Regions from separate parts of the Danio rerio genome. Here region 2 is linked to region 1. The links are chromatin contacts, called in public HiChIP or PLAC-seq maps. All regions are on one chromosome and are shown on one strand. Each heading gives the region's core, a stretch centred on a gene start, on an enhancer-like site or on the middle of the called end of the contact. The rest is flanking DNA. Distances are from core to core; before and after follow the strand shown. Region 1 holds the start of tmem181 (transmembrane protein 181). Region 2 holds the start of xpot (exportin, tRNA (nuclear export receptor for tRNAs)).

Evidence for each region. HiChIP or PLAC-seq counts read pairs in DNA pulled down with a chosen protein or histone mark.
Region 2: an H3K4me3 HiChIP or PLAC-seq map of pancreas shows a contact between it and region 1, with 6 times the contacts expected there. The contact joins the promoter of xpot here to the promoter of tmem181 in region 1. A contact is called at or near these places in 2 of 4 datasets of contacts at active chromatin or transcription factors (embryo and pancreas).

Annotation. Positions count from the first base shown.
Region 1 is chr4:610,517-618,353 of GRCz12tu, reverse strand. tmem181 (transmembrane protein 181) reads right to left here and starts at 4,837. Exons shown (of 17, transcript NM_001044840.2): 1 at 4,553-4,837; 2 at 322-425. The coding sequence starts at 4,692. It also overlaps a transcript of tulp4a not described here.
Region 2 is chr4:896,811-904,647 of GRCz12tu, reverse strand. It overlaps xpot (exportin, tRNA (nuclear export receptor for tRNAs)), which reads right to left and starts at 3,525. Exons shown (of 25, transcript NM_001044852.1): 1 at 3,404-3,525; 2 at 1,740-1,890. The coding sequence starts at 1,829.

The sequences.
Region 1 (7,837 bases), core at 3,588-6,087:
GTGGGTTAAATGACCAAAACAAAGACAGCCGCTCCGGCACGTAAAGCACATGTTCAAAGCAGAATATCTGACTTCAGCAGTGTTTTTCAGATAAACAAGAATGTTTCTAAATATCTGCACACATATTATAGTGCTTTTATGCTCCTTTAATAAAGCAAAAACAATAATAATTGACATGGGTCCCCCAAAAGTTGGCAGTCTCTACACAAGCTAAACATTTCGTGTTTTTCTTGTGGTGTGATTCTGGACTCTGAATTGTGATCTACTATAGAGCATCTTGACTGTTGCTAAGAAACAGAATCAGGTAAGTGGAGATCTCACCTGACAAACCGATGAGGGTGGAGAGGCCGAAGCAGAAGAAGAAGACCACAAACACCAGCACGAAGTGTCTCTTGGAGAGAGTGTAGAGACGCATCGGGGCCAATCTGTGTGTACACACACACACACACACACACACACACAATCAATAGCTGCTTTTTTTTATCCAGCATTCTTTAGATATCATCAAAAAAAAAATTCATAAAAGTTTACAACCACTTGAATGTGAGTAGAAGTTGTGTGTGTGCGTCCCTAAACTGTCCCTTTAAATACAACACATTTGTTTAACACACTGATTCATACCAATAAAAATACACCATCAACAATATTATTAAACAAACCAAAACAAAAAAAAATACATTTGATAGAAATGTTATAATTTATAATTGAGACAGGACAGGACAAAGACTGTATTTACGTTACACTGGGGTAAAAATGGCAGATATTTACAATATTTTCAAGTCACACACATTCACTGAGACTCAAACCCCTGCGCTGTGATCGTCTCCACATGTTATTATTGTGGTGCTTGTATGATTTCTGATAGATCTGAGAAACATGATTAGTTTTATGACAACATCACAAACATTTTTTTAAATATGACACTGATGTCATTTGCACAAAGTTCCCATTAATTAGCATAAACAACAAGCACCATATCAAAAATTAGGGATGCTCCGACAGAGGATTGGTATCGGCCGACCATCACATTTAATGACTCGATTGGTACTTGTCAATCTCATGAACCAATAACAGGGGGGAGACGCACGTGCGCTCCTGTATATTATATAGCCTACAGCAGCCACAACATGAGGAGGTAAATGATGTGTGGGGGCGTGCATCACAACAGCTAAAATATACACCCATGCAGTGCGACCTGTTTATACAGTGTATTGGCACGGCTCACAAGAGTGATGCTCTTTTTGCTGCAGATGCAGCCATTGTATTTACCATGTTTTGAGCTGCTGTGACGCAAGTGAAGCAATTGCCCCTAACCCAAACATTTGTTAAAATACCTGGAAATCATGGCGATGAAAGTGAATGAGCAGGAGAACAGATTGTGAGAGGCACAGTGATGCTCTAAGCATTACACATGTTAGGTTAAATGAATAGAGCAGTAAAGATATTGTGTGTGTAAATCTCTCCCTTTCTCTGAGAGATCTGCTGTCAATAGTTGGAGATGAGCTAAATATTTGAATGATCCTGCATGTATTTAAGGCTTTTTACATATAACTGCTGAAAGTTCTGTGTTTTTGACAATATTACAAGTTCACTAAAAGCTTGCTGGAAATATTAGATAAATAAAACTTAAAGATTATTTATTTTAACATGAATAGTTATTAATATAACTTCTTGTAATTTCCTTATTGTAATAAACAGTAGTTTATAGGTGTATTTCCTTTTAGTAAACATGAATGAATTTATGTGTGCATTTTAATTTCTTATGCATTAAATATGCGCTCCAAACTTGTTCTTGATTGAGACATGTTGAACTCGTCTTTCATCATTTGCAGTGTTTCCAAATTGCATTGTTTGTAAATTTTCTAACCAATTTTTATATCTGTGTTTTATTATTTTCTGTAAAGCCGCTTATGGCCATGACATGTTGACATTAAATGGTTAAAAGAGATGTATTTAAGGTATCATTATATGCAGCATCCCTAATTTATTTTCTTAAATAGGGAGAGTTCTCTACTTATATATCATATTTAGAGGAATAATGTGCATTAAATATGTATTTATGCATTATAAAGCTTGAAGCATTAGAATCGGTACTCGGTATCGGCCGATCACCATGACAAGGAATCGGTATCAGCTGCAAAAAACCTGATCTGAGCATCCCTAACAAATATATGACCAACTAAAATGCTCATTAAACTTGCCACTGCACATAATGAGGCTTAAAAAGCAATAGTTTTATTAAAAACAAGAAGATCGGAGTTCAAATTTTACAGTCAACAAGACACATGAAACGCACACGCACACACAGAACAAGATCACGCCCACATTATCCACCCACCGGACACAACAGCAAACACGAGACACACAGTGCGTCCTAAACACCAAAAAAACAAGCAACTCCAAACACACACAGTTATTTATTCAGCACTGTAAACATTGTGTGAAGCGGTGTAAAATCACTTCCGCTCACTCAAACATGTGTACGCTCAGAAACAGAGGCCGCAAAACCCGCCCCGAGCGCATACGAGAGTGTCTGTGTGTGTGTTTCACGAGTTAACCATCATCCGCACACTTACCGCTCCATCGCGTTGATTTTATCCCACCGGCGACGGAAATAAATCAGAGAATACTGTTCGCTGGCGGCGCATATCCGCACACATCAGCCCACTGACGTCACTCCTCTCAAACCACGTGACCTCCACCGCAGTGCGCATGTCAAGTGCGTTATTAGCTGTACTATCAATAAATAGATATAGATAATATTCTGATGACTTTTGGAAACAGGGTTCAGAGTCGATTTTAATTTATTCAACAAAAACAATGAACTTGAATGTATGATTCTTCTTTAAATCTTAAAACTGGCTGTAATACAGTCGAGAATGCTTTGAAATTGATCATTTTTCCTGGAAAGTTTGACATACACGAAGCAAAAGTAATGTCTATAACTCCCTCCTTTAATTTCTTTCTGTAAAGATAAAATTATATTTATTTTAAACTTCTTTGACCTCAATTATAAGAACTTAAAAAGGCTATTAAGCATCTATTATGATTTTAAAAATCTGTACAATTTAATATATCAAATATGATGGTTGACTCCTAAATAATTAATAGATATAGATGTGTTGCTGAAATTTAGCTCGTTTCAGCACCTCTTTATTGTAGCTGTGATTTTTATGTTTTTTTTATGCTTTTGACTTTATAACGATGTTTGACTCACTTTTATTTTCAGTTTTTATTTGTACATTTTTATCATTGCCATATATAATTATTTCCCTATTAATTATTGTATCTATACACTTATATGTACACGGTTTTGGGCTTAATAATAATAAATAAATAAAAACAAGGACTGTATCTGTTTAACAATTAATATTTTTCTGCGTTTGACTCGCTCATCTATAATAGAGAACAGTGGTTAGACTTCATAACCGGTGTATTGACTCACATTTACAGTAAATACACCTCTTTATTGTAGCTGTAATGTGCTTCCTCATGAATAAAACAATGCTGTAAACCTATTAAACACCAAAAGACTGTAACTATCCATTTAATAAATAATATTTTATGCTTTTGACTTGTGTTGTGTTTGACTGATATTTAAATTCCTGCGCACGCCATTTTAATTTGTTTGTTTGCACATGGAAACATAGACAATCTGAAGATTTAGTAAATAAATAATAAGTTAATAAATAAGTAAAATAAAAATTAATAAATAAGCATTATTTAATGTTTTGCATGTTTAATAAATATGTACCTGTTGAAGCTCTCGTTCCTGTACACCTTCAGACCAAGGACTGTCATTTCCTATGCGAGTAATTTTTGCTCTATCAATATGTATAATAAAAATAAATATATAACAAGGACTAAAACTATCCATTCAACAAATATATTATTTCTGCATTTAACTCACTGATATATAATAGAGAACAGTGGTCATAACCAGTAAATACACCTCTTTATTATAGCTCTTATGTGCTACATCATAATTAACAATATGATGGCCTAATAAACACCCAATACTCCAACTCTGTTTTAGAAAAAAATATTTTAATGTTTTACACCTCTTTATTGTAGCTGTAATGTGCTACATCATAAATAAAAACAGTCTAATATACACTAATTACTCGAACTATCCGTTTTAGAAAGAATATTTATACTTCTAACTTCATATCCACGGTGTTTGGCTCGCATTTAAACTCACGCGCACGCCATTTTAACTCGTCATTGTTTGTTAGTTTGCGCGTGAAAACAGATAAACGATCTAATATAGTGAATAAAAGCATTATTATTGGTTAGGTATGTTAAATAAATCTGTACATGTATATTCTCTCGTTCATGTACGCTGTCAGTTCATCCTTTAGGTCGGTACAGATTGTTTAAGGATATTTTTATCCGTTAGGCTTGATGACCGGTGTAACGTTACTGACTCACATTTAAATTCACGCGCGCGCCATTTTGACTCGTCATCGTTTGTTTGTTTGTTTGCGCGTGTATCAAACACACAATCTGATGATTTACTGAATAAAAGCATTATTGTGTGTGGTGTTTGTACCTGTAGAATCGCTCATTCCTGTACGGCGTCAGCTCCTCCTTCAGCTCATTGCAGGCTTCAGTGATGTTCCTGCAGAAGCGCTTCATTTCCCCGACCAGCGGGTTCTCCATGCTGCAGAACTCGGCCTCCACCCGCTCCATCTCCGCTGGAGGTAAATAAATGGCGTTTCACGGTTGTTTCTGGCGGCTCTGTTGACTGGAAATGCGGACGAAGCGCTTCAATGGTGCAGGTTCGAGGATCTGCTGAGCGCACGAGCACACAGGGGCGCGCAGGGGGCTGTCACGTGACCACAGGCGTTCAGGACCACGGACAGGGTGAAGTCTAGAAGAGATACAGCTGCGGATACTCGCATCAATAATGCAGCATCATATTTGTGATTCTGTACAACAATAATGAATATTTTGCGGATACTCCCATAGTTTTTGTGACTGTAAAACAATAATTAATATTTTTACATTACTGTGAGGGTTTGGGTAAGGGGTAAAGGTTATTAAAATACAATGTAATGTGTAATTTTAATATATATAGTGAATAATACTCAACAAAGTTACTGTTTTAAATTACTGTGAGGGTTTGGGTAAGGGGCAGATGATATTAAAATGCAATTTAATGGGTAATTTAATAAATATAGTAAATAAAACTCAACAAAATGACTGTTTAACATTACTGTGAGGGTTTGGATAGGGGTAGACGGTATTAAAAAACAATTTAATTTGTAATTTAATAAATACAGTGAATAATTCTTGGTATAATTACAGTTTTACATGACTGTGAGGGTTTGGGTAAGGGGCAGACGTTATTAAAATACAACTGAATGGGTAATTTAAAAAAATATAGTGATTAATACTCTGTATAAGTTCTGTTATACATTACCGTGAGGGTTTGTATAGGGGTAGACGTTATCAAAATACAATTTATTCTGTAATTTAATAAACATAGTGAATAATACTCTGTATAATTACTGTTTTACATTACTGTGAGGGTTTGGGTAAGGGGTAGACGTTATTAAAATACAACTGAATGGGTAATTTGATGAATATAGCGAATAATACTCAGTATAATTACTGTTTTACATTAGTGTGAGGGTTTGTATAGGGGTAGACGTTATTAAAATAAAATTAAATAGGTAATTTGATAAATATAGTGAATAATACTCAGTATAATTACTGTTTTACATTAGTGTGAGGGTTGGGTTTAGGTTTTGGGTAGGAGTAGACGTTTATAAAATACGATTAATGGGTAATTTAATAAACAATATAAATAATTTTAATTAACTTCTGGTCGCAGCTGTATCCCTTCTAACAACAATGTGGAACCTGCAGATGTTTTAGCCAACCGTTGAGTCTATTTACTTGCGTGAATGTACAGAAAAATATATATGCATTCAGTTTTGTATTAATGTCAGAAGTATTATTGAATAACATGTAAATCTTTGTAGTATTTATGTACAATTAAGTCATATTTTCTGTCATTTAGTAGACATTTTATATGACATACTTGCTTTATGTACCAAACAAGTGGATTTAATTGGATTGTATTTAGTTAAACTCTTAAACCATAAATATAATTACAGACATAAAGCACAAATCCACAGATATTTTACAAAATTCTGTGCAGAAATAGCAAATAATGTTCGCAGATTCTGTCTGGCCTTGCAAATGACCAACAAATCTGTTGTTTTTCTACAGCTGTAGGGTATAAACACAGCAATACACCAGTTTACTGTAGTCAAAACTACAGTACACTACAATATCTATTACAGTTGATCGGTTCACTATAGTTAACACTACACTATGCTTAAAAAGTAGTACATACAATAAGTATAATACACTAATTTTACTACCTAAATGTCAGTGGATCTGCTTAATATTGCAAAATTAACTCCGTAACAGAGGAGAGATCATTCAGCCTGTACACTTTATTGGGCTACACACCGACAAAAGGACACGATTCAGCTTTTGAGGAACAACAAAACTGTTCATTACAGTACAATGCAAACCCTAGTGCATAGGCTTCAAGTTAGTCACGCCTAACCCCGAACCCCAGAGTCTGTTTACAAAAGAAGAGTCAAAAAAAGGGGGAATTAGCAAAGCGTAAGATTCCCCTGAATATACAATATAGAGCAAAGAAACAGGTAAAGACACTTCAGAAAAGGTAACTAAATCAATGTGTAACTCTCCTGCCAGCAGTCACCTCAAAACCAAACGGCATCATGGGTGTTTCACTTCAGACAGAATGGACACAAGGTTGAAATGCTAAAACGTGTTGCAATTATAACAAACAATGGCGTGCGTCTCCAAAACCGTACCATGCTCACCTCTAAACAAACACTTGTGTTATTCTTTAAAGTCTTCTCCAAGCATGCCATACGAACGTTCATTCACCAAACGACTCCTCCGTCCCCAAAAGCACCACTTTGACCTATTCCTACAAACACAGGGCACATTTTGCTGGATTTCATGTCCAGTAATTGTACAAGAAAACCCAATCCGCACGCTGTGGACACACGTGTGTGTGAATGGATTGTGTAACAATCTCAATCCTTTCAGTGATAAAAGACTCATCCATTTGTTGTGTGAACACGCAAACCGGACTGTACAAAAACACACGTGACGAGCCCATTCAAGGTCACTTGACTACACCACAATCACCAACACACACCTTCAAAACTGCAGAAAACACACCGAAGCCCACCGCCTGCGCATCCGTCATCCACGTTATATACAACAACACCAAGCTGAAGAATCATTTGTACACAAATCACAGATTAAATGCCATGTTAGATCTCGTGTATCAGGAAATCCGACGGTAACGAAAGCATTAGTCTTGACGATATTGCACAACAAACAAGACATAAATAAATAAATAACCAACTACTGATTTGTTTCAGTTCACCATCAGGGTCGAGTCCAGAAATCCTGGTGAAGGAGCAAAAATATTAAACCCCCAAAAACAAAGCCTCTTTGTGTTTGGGTCACTCTTTACAAAAGACGCAAGACACACACACACACACACACACACGATGTAATGGTTCCCGAAACAAACACTGCCAAACCATTGGAAAACATTGAAATGTAATGACCTTTAAATTCACTTTCTGCAGAAGTGGGACTTGTCTACTCGTGCTGCATCGCTTGCTTGTCAGTCGAATAATAAAAACAAAGAGTCGCAATCATTAATCCTCCATTATCAAAGGCAAAATGATTAGTCCTCCTGTGAAATTTTAATTTCTTAAGTATTGATTTTTCCCCCAAACACATTTTTAAGCATTAATTTATTTTGTTA
Region 2 (7,837 bases), core at 2,276-4,775, 290 kb before region 1:
AGATAAACAGAGTAAAGATGCAGATAGAATAAACAGTGCTTTATGATTACAGTAAACTGCATTATTCAAATGCATAAAATAGAATAATAAATTGTAAAATAACAATAGAGCGCTCATCAATAAACTAAATTTTGCTGAATATACAAATGCTAATTTCTTTCTTTTTAACTATTTGCATATATTTTAAACCGAACAGCCCAAAATAGATAAGTGTTGTCTGTCAATAGAAAAAAATAATTATTTTATTTGACATTTATGATTTTTAAAATGTGTTATGCATGTGACATCTCTCCATTATGGATTTAACATGTGAAATTGCTACTTGTGTCTGTCAACAATTTCAAACTATTTCATTCAATTTAATTGACCAGAGACATTTCTGTGCATTTTACAGTACTGTAAAAACAACTTAAAAAAGGGTTCGTTATTTTAGTGAAAACTATTGTTTTCATGACAAGGTTGAAATTTGCATAAAATTGTTCATAATAGGAGATACACCAATGCCATGGTTCAGTTTCCTTTGCTAAGGGGGCAGGGTTTGAGCTGTGGCACCAGCAACGTTATGGACCACTAAATTCACTTTGACGTAATATTAGCAATAATTCAACTTAAAAACTTTATTAACATTATGTACTAGGGTTGGGCCGATAGACAATGTCATCGTCCATCGCCGATGGCCAATAAACAACACGATGCTGAGCCAGCATCGCCAAAAATACACACTGAGGCCCTGTTTACACTAATACGTCTTTGTATTTAAATGCCATTTTAGAACAAAAATGATTCACATCCAGTGTTTCACCTAACATTTCTGAACAGTCCTCCGTGAAAATGCACATCACGTGACCACACAGCCACACACACTGTCATGCACCCGTCTGAGCTCGAGAGAGCAGTGCACATCGGACAGTTTATCAAGGATGTACCGCTGGATGGTGTCTCGCTATAGTTCTTAAATTTGATATTTAATTAATCTTGACTCTATCTATAGACTCTTCGGTCTTGTGAATCTATCAGGTAGCGTGTCACAGCATCAGTACACTGCTTCAGTCTTTCACTTTCACACTTGAACTTAGTAATTTCAGTGAAAACCCCAGACACTGTTGGTTGTGCACCTTTTTTACCGACCAACATCCCACGGAAAGTAATTGACAGGTGGTAATTTGTGTGCAACTTATTTATTTGTTATTGGGTAAAACAAAGACCATGCGGATCAGGTAGTTGAAACGGTAGGCTCCAAATAATTAATTTGTTATGAATTAATTAATTATTCGTAAATAATTAATTCACCTCCACCTATGACGAAGATGCCATTGTCCATCGCAATGTTTCAAATTATACATCAAACGATGCCAAATCAGTCGACATCGCCCAACCCTATTATGCTCTGGCTTCATGTTTCTGATTAGTACCATTAGCTAATCTGGGCGAACTATAATGAAATATCTCCACAGCTAAATAGTCAGAAATAAACCCTTTATGCTACCATACGGTACAACTGGATTGTTCCAAAATGCAAATACAGTATCTGTGTAGCTATCTATCAAGTGTGTATTTTTCCTGTTTAATAGCAGTATACATAGCTGCTGTCTCTTTAAAAAGTTGTGTATGAATCAACAGCCCCCTACACCTTTAAGTGTTCTTTTTTTTGTTAGACGCCTAGCTCATAAACAAGCATGCAAGCTTTGAGTGTGTGAATTGTGCTAGCGTCTGTCAATGTGCATGTTTTTTGTGCTCACCCTCTGCCTGTAGCAGGCGTCAGCGTTGGGGTTCAGTCCCATGAGGGCCTGCTCGTCCATGATGGCAGGTAACGCCGACTCGCAGGCCATACGTGGGTTAGCTGCTGTCCTCGATCACTTTATTCCAAATCTCCACACAGGACACACACATCTGAAAAAGACACACACACCAAAATCAAAGTCAACACTATTAAGAATGCAAGTTGTGATCAGTGGACAATATCATGTTGACACTCATTCATTTTTATTCAGACTACTTTTATTAGCCACAGCGGAATGAACCACCAACTATTCCAGCAAAGTTCTACACAGCGGATGCCTTATTAGCCGCAACCCAGCACTGGGAAATATAATGTTGACATGCAACAGCTAATGTTATAACTGTAAATATAATAATTTCAGACAATATTTTTTTACAAGAGGATTAAAATGTAATTTTGTAATGAGCTCAGGTCTGTTTTGACACAGAGAAGATTGCTAAAAGCCTAGTATGTTTTTAAAAAAAAAAACCTAAATGCAAACATTTTACGCTTGTATTTAAAAAAATGTGTTTGTTTGCCCACCGACAAACCACAGCAGGATAAAAAAACAGGGGTCTCGAACTCAATTAATGGAGGTCCGCCAGTAGTCTTGAACACCTTAATTAGTTGGATTAGCTGTGTTTGATTGGGGATGCAGTGATAAAACAATGAAAACATACAAAACTTTTCTTACAGTTCACTCATTTATGAGAATATTTTATAATAAACTATTTTATTTTATATTTTAGCTTAAGAATACTTTGCATTGAGGGTTAAAGAAATCCTAAAAAGCACTAAAACATGCTTAATAAATAAAACAAATACCCAATACCATCATGAACATGATTTATTCTCAATTACAATGTGAATGTAAATAATAAAAGGCTGGTTGATAATGCAATTCAATTTTAATATATATCTAGGAATAATGAATGACCTCTCCAGAACAACAACAGACAAATGACCGGACACACACAGGCTGAATCAGCACTCTCCTTTATTCTTTAACCACAACACCATGTTATGGGATGGTGGTAGTTTTAGGAGCTGTACCATAGTTATACTTTAATATTTAGACAAGCACGTATTATTCCAGGTATGAATACATATTGTAGTACTCCATTATCATGACATACGATCTGACAGATACACAACACTTTTCTGATGCAACACGGGCCCAATAGTGAGTTTAATCAACCCCATATAGCCCACTAACACAAAAAACTTTTCCACATTCACAGTACTATTACATTTAGCTCAGATATTTGCTAAACTCACGGTTATGTTGTCATATTTTAAAAACAACCGACTTGCTTCTGCGCGCTCACGTTGCTAACCGACCAGCGTGTCACGCGCGTGCGGAATCTCAGTGAACGTGGCGTGACAGACCGAGAAAACACAACGAAATAACGACAAACATCCGCCGTACAGCTAAACCGACGAACATGTGTGCCGTTAAATCGGTAGACTGATGAATTATCAGCTTAACGGACTGATACGCGTGTTGTGAATGTGATGGTCATGACGGCTCGTGCAGGCGCGCGCTGTCACACAAAAGACTCGCCCGAAACTTCAATCCAAATGAATAAAAACGTGCGGCGACGGTGTAAATTAATAGATGAAGCAAATGTTACCACAGCTTACCGTGAACTTTACCGCTCCATCATCATCCGCCCCGCTCCGGGCACTCAGTGCGCATGTAACAGATCGAACAGTGGCGTGTCTGGCCGACCGGAAGTGCGGCGCACGAGAACAGGAAGAACTTCAAGCACAGGAGCGCGCACGCTTCACGTAAATAAAAGAGGGCAGAAAACCACATTTGCGTGTGTGTGTGTGTACAGCAGAGTGCCTATATATAATTTATATTGTATTCTGTAGTCTTTGGGTTCAGTATGCGGCTAACTTTTCCATGACTGTTACATATGTCATCTTACAATGCATAAATGTTAGTTATGTTATAATAAAAACAAGAGATGCAATAAAGAAAAACAAACAAAAATACAAATAAAAAACAACATTTAAGAAATGTAGCGGTTTTATTTTATCTTTATTTAAAATAAAAACGATAACTGCAACAGAATTTATTACAGGGCAGCGATAAGAACTCCTTTCTAAGGCCCTGTCCTCTTATAACACTGTCTGTAACTCCCATCTCAAATCAATTTGTGGAAAAGAGCTTGGGGTGGATATTTTGGAAGAAGAATGGGAGATAGATTGATCTCTAGCCAATAAGCTTTCAGTTTGCAATAGGGCCAGAGCCATTCAACTCGGGAACCTTCAAAGAATTTATATCACATCTCAATTAAGACATAAATTCAGTGCAATCCACTCACCTCTATGCAAATCAAATATAGGGGATTATATTCATTGCACATGGTAGTGTCAGGTGATTCAGGCCTATCGGCACAGAATCGTAGCCCAAATAAACAACATTTTTGGTCTGGACATGGATATAGACGTTCTGTCCCTTCTCCTGGGTTTTAATTGCAAACTAATTAGGAACAAGTAAGAACAATGACTTTTCTGCCTGTTAACTTTTGCTGCCAGAAAGAACATTTAGATGTCATGGATCAATGATAAGCCCCCTTCCATGAAGGATGGCAGAGAGACTATCCCCCTGTAATACTTAACATGTCTCAGCCACTCCACAACTGATATCTGCACAATATAAACCTTGCTTTATGTGACATTTTGAAACTCGTAATGACATAATGTCTGTACAGACATTAATTCACATGTGTTTTCATCAAACTTCTCCCTCTTCCTGCCATATTGTATTATTTGTAGCATAATATCTTATGGCTTTGGCCATATGTATATTTTCGTATATGCAGTTATGTTTTGTGTCAGGCATTTTATGTTGTGTTTGTATTTTTGTTTTGTGAATGACTAAAAGGGAAAAAACTAATAAAACATGTTTAAAAAGAACTGAAAATTGAAAATAACGAAAAATAATAGAGATATTTGAGTAATAATAAAAATAAAATACTAATAAATATCCCAATCATTTCCCTTCTCTCGCATTACAAATCACTGCTGTTTAACAGATCTGTTGTGTTTATTTCTGTCCACTAGAGGACTCTGTTCACCAAACAATGACACACAAGTCGAATGATTTCTTAATGAACAGAACTGGATTTCATCCACTGTTTAATTTTGCTTGAATAGTAATATATCGTTAATTGAGCATTTATAGGTGTTCAGATCATTATTTCAGATCCAATATTTTAGATCTGAAACACACATTCAAGTATTCAGTTTAATTCCTTTACCCATGTCTGTAGATTTCAGTCATGAAAGTTGCTGAGTTTGAGTCATTGACATTTCTATTTTTCTTTTCGTCATTTCTACTTTAGCAGTAAAACTTCAAAGATACCCCAAGACAGATTATACAAGAACTTTTACATCAGACAGAACAACATTTTTGCAAAATATTAAGGCATTTATGTTTTAAGAGCATGTTGTACATTAAACACTGTTTTTTCTGATAGTCCTTGTAAGATGGAGATTAGTTAAAGCTTTATCTTTATCTCTCACAGGAGCTGTTTTGATGTCTACAGACTCAGTTGTGTGGGTTGCCAAATGTCCTGTATTGGCCTAGATGTCCGGTATTATTCAGAGCTCTTTTGATTTTTCCCCTTTTATAAACTGCTATGCAGATTGAACAACACAAAGTGTTCATCTTGACACTTGAGGATGATGCATCTCTATTGTCTACAGAAGAGTTTAGATGATACTTTCCTCTCAGATGTTCGCTGTATACCAGCACAAGCAGCAACCTGTGTCCTATAATCATACTATAAATATGGTGTTAAATATGGCTAAACGATACAATGCGAGTCCATGAAAGAGCTCAATAGCAAATGACATGACTGTACACCTGAAGAAAGTTGCAAATTATAAACTCAAGCACGAAAAATATGATTGTGAGGACACATAAGTGCGCTGTGTGGACACAAACAAACACTGCAAGCAGCACCCATACGCGATTAATTACACTATTTTGGGGAAAAAAAGGGTGGAGCTAAAATGCCTATGTGTTAGCATAACAGCAGATTCAATATGGCTGCTTCTCACTCAGGGCTGTTTATGCTAATGAGTGAGAGATGGTCACTAGTGGGTGGGGCTTTCTGTCTCTGATGACACATACAAAGGCACATGCAAATTTTGACTATTAAAAAATTATTAATACATTTTTACCATTAGAAGCTGGTTATATTTACACACCTTTGCTGCACAACTGTGTTTAAACACCTTATAAAGGTGTTTTTTTTTGCATAATAGGCTCTTTAAAACAGGGCCCTGCGAGCCAAAGTCCCTTTCTCTCAGTGTAAACCCGCACATGTTTATTTAAAGCAAAGCTTTTTCATGGAGGCCTGTGGAGCCGTGTTGAAAAGCAGTCGCTCACACTGCCTCACTTCTGCGCTGAAGAGCGTTGCATGCAGGTACAGAGGAAGGAAATCCTCTCAACCAATAATCCTGGGTAATTTCCACGGCTCTGCAGCTGCCGGCCAGCTAAACTATACAGATGTTTCCCACGATCCAGAGCCGATCGATTTCCCTCCTGGAGGCAGTAATTGTGTGATCCGACAACACAAAAACTGCAGTACAGACTCGAGTCATGCTTTCTTCTTCCTCTGAACAAACCGCAGCCACTGATAGTCCTCTGTGAATGTGAAAATCAGCCTTGGCTTTGCTCAGTAATTTGGTCAATTAAATAACACACACCGTCCCTGAAGACTCAAGAAAAACACGTCCTTTCTTTAACTCTGAAGAGCAGGAGGGCTTTCTCTCACATGTCAGACAATACCATAGTCAGTTGAATACATAGTGTTTTTGATCATAGTGTATTTGAACTGGAGCAGACAACAGATATTTTTAAATGTGTAAAATTAAAATGACTTCTGAGACTGAAGGTTACATTAAAAGATACACAAAAAGTTTTCGTTACAAAAACACTATAATTATAAAATACTATAGTAATTTATGGCCGATGCAATGTTTTTGAGCCATACTAAAATACTTGAACTAATCTGTTGTGATCATTCTACAGTTGCTATGGTAACACAAGAACTACACCAATTAATCTGTTGTGGTGATTCTACAGTTGCTATGGTAACACAAGAACTACACCAATTAATCTGTTGTGATGATTCTACAGTTGCTTTGGTAACACAGCAACTACAGTAATTAATCTGTTGTGGTGATTCCACAGTTGCTATGGTAACAAAAATTACTCCAATTAATCTGTTGAGGTGACTACAGTTGCTATGGTAACTTAACAATTACAGCAATTAATGTGTTGTGGTGATTCCACAGTTGCTATGGTAACAACAACTACAGTAATTAATCTGTTGTGGTGATTCCACAGTTGCTATGGTAACAACAATTACGCCAATTAATCTGTTGTGGTGACTCTACAGTTGCAATGGTAACTTAACAATTACAGCAATTAATGTGTTGTGGTGATTCCACAGTTGCTATGGTAATACGACAACTACAGCAGTTAATCTGTTGTGGTGATTCTACAGTTGGTATGGTAACAGCAATACACCAATTAATCTTTTGTGGTGATTCCACAGTTGCAATGGTAACTCAACAACTACAGCTATTGTTCTGATGTGAGGATTCTACAGTTGCTATGGAAACATGACAACTACAATAATTACTTTTGGTGATTAAACAGTTGCTATGGTAACTCAACAACTACAGCAATAATCCTTTGTTGTGATTCTACAGTTGCTATAGTAACATGACAGCTACACCAATTAATCTGTTTTTGGTGATTCTACAGTTGCTATGGTAACACAACTACAGTACTATAAACAGATGGCCCAATTCTGTAGTTTTCTATGGAGTATATTAAGCTAGAACACACCACAGTTTACTGTAGTGAAATGTAAAATATACTAGTTAATACTACAGAGTGCTGCGGTATTCATTAGGAAAAAGTTGTAAATACTATAAGTACAATACACTTTACTGTAGTACGGTAATCAAAACACTATTTACTCCAGTATTTCTTTCATTTTAGAAGATCAAAGAAGTGCTCAGACCTTCCAGCATGACGTGTGGGCT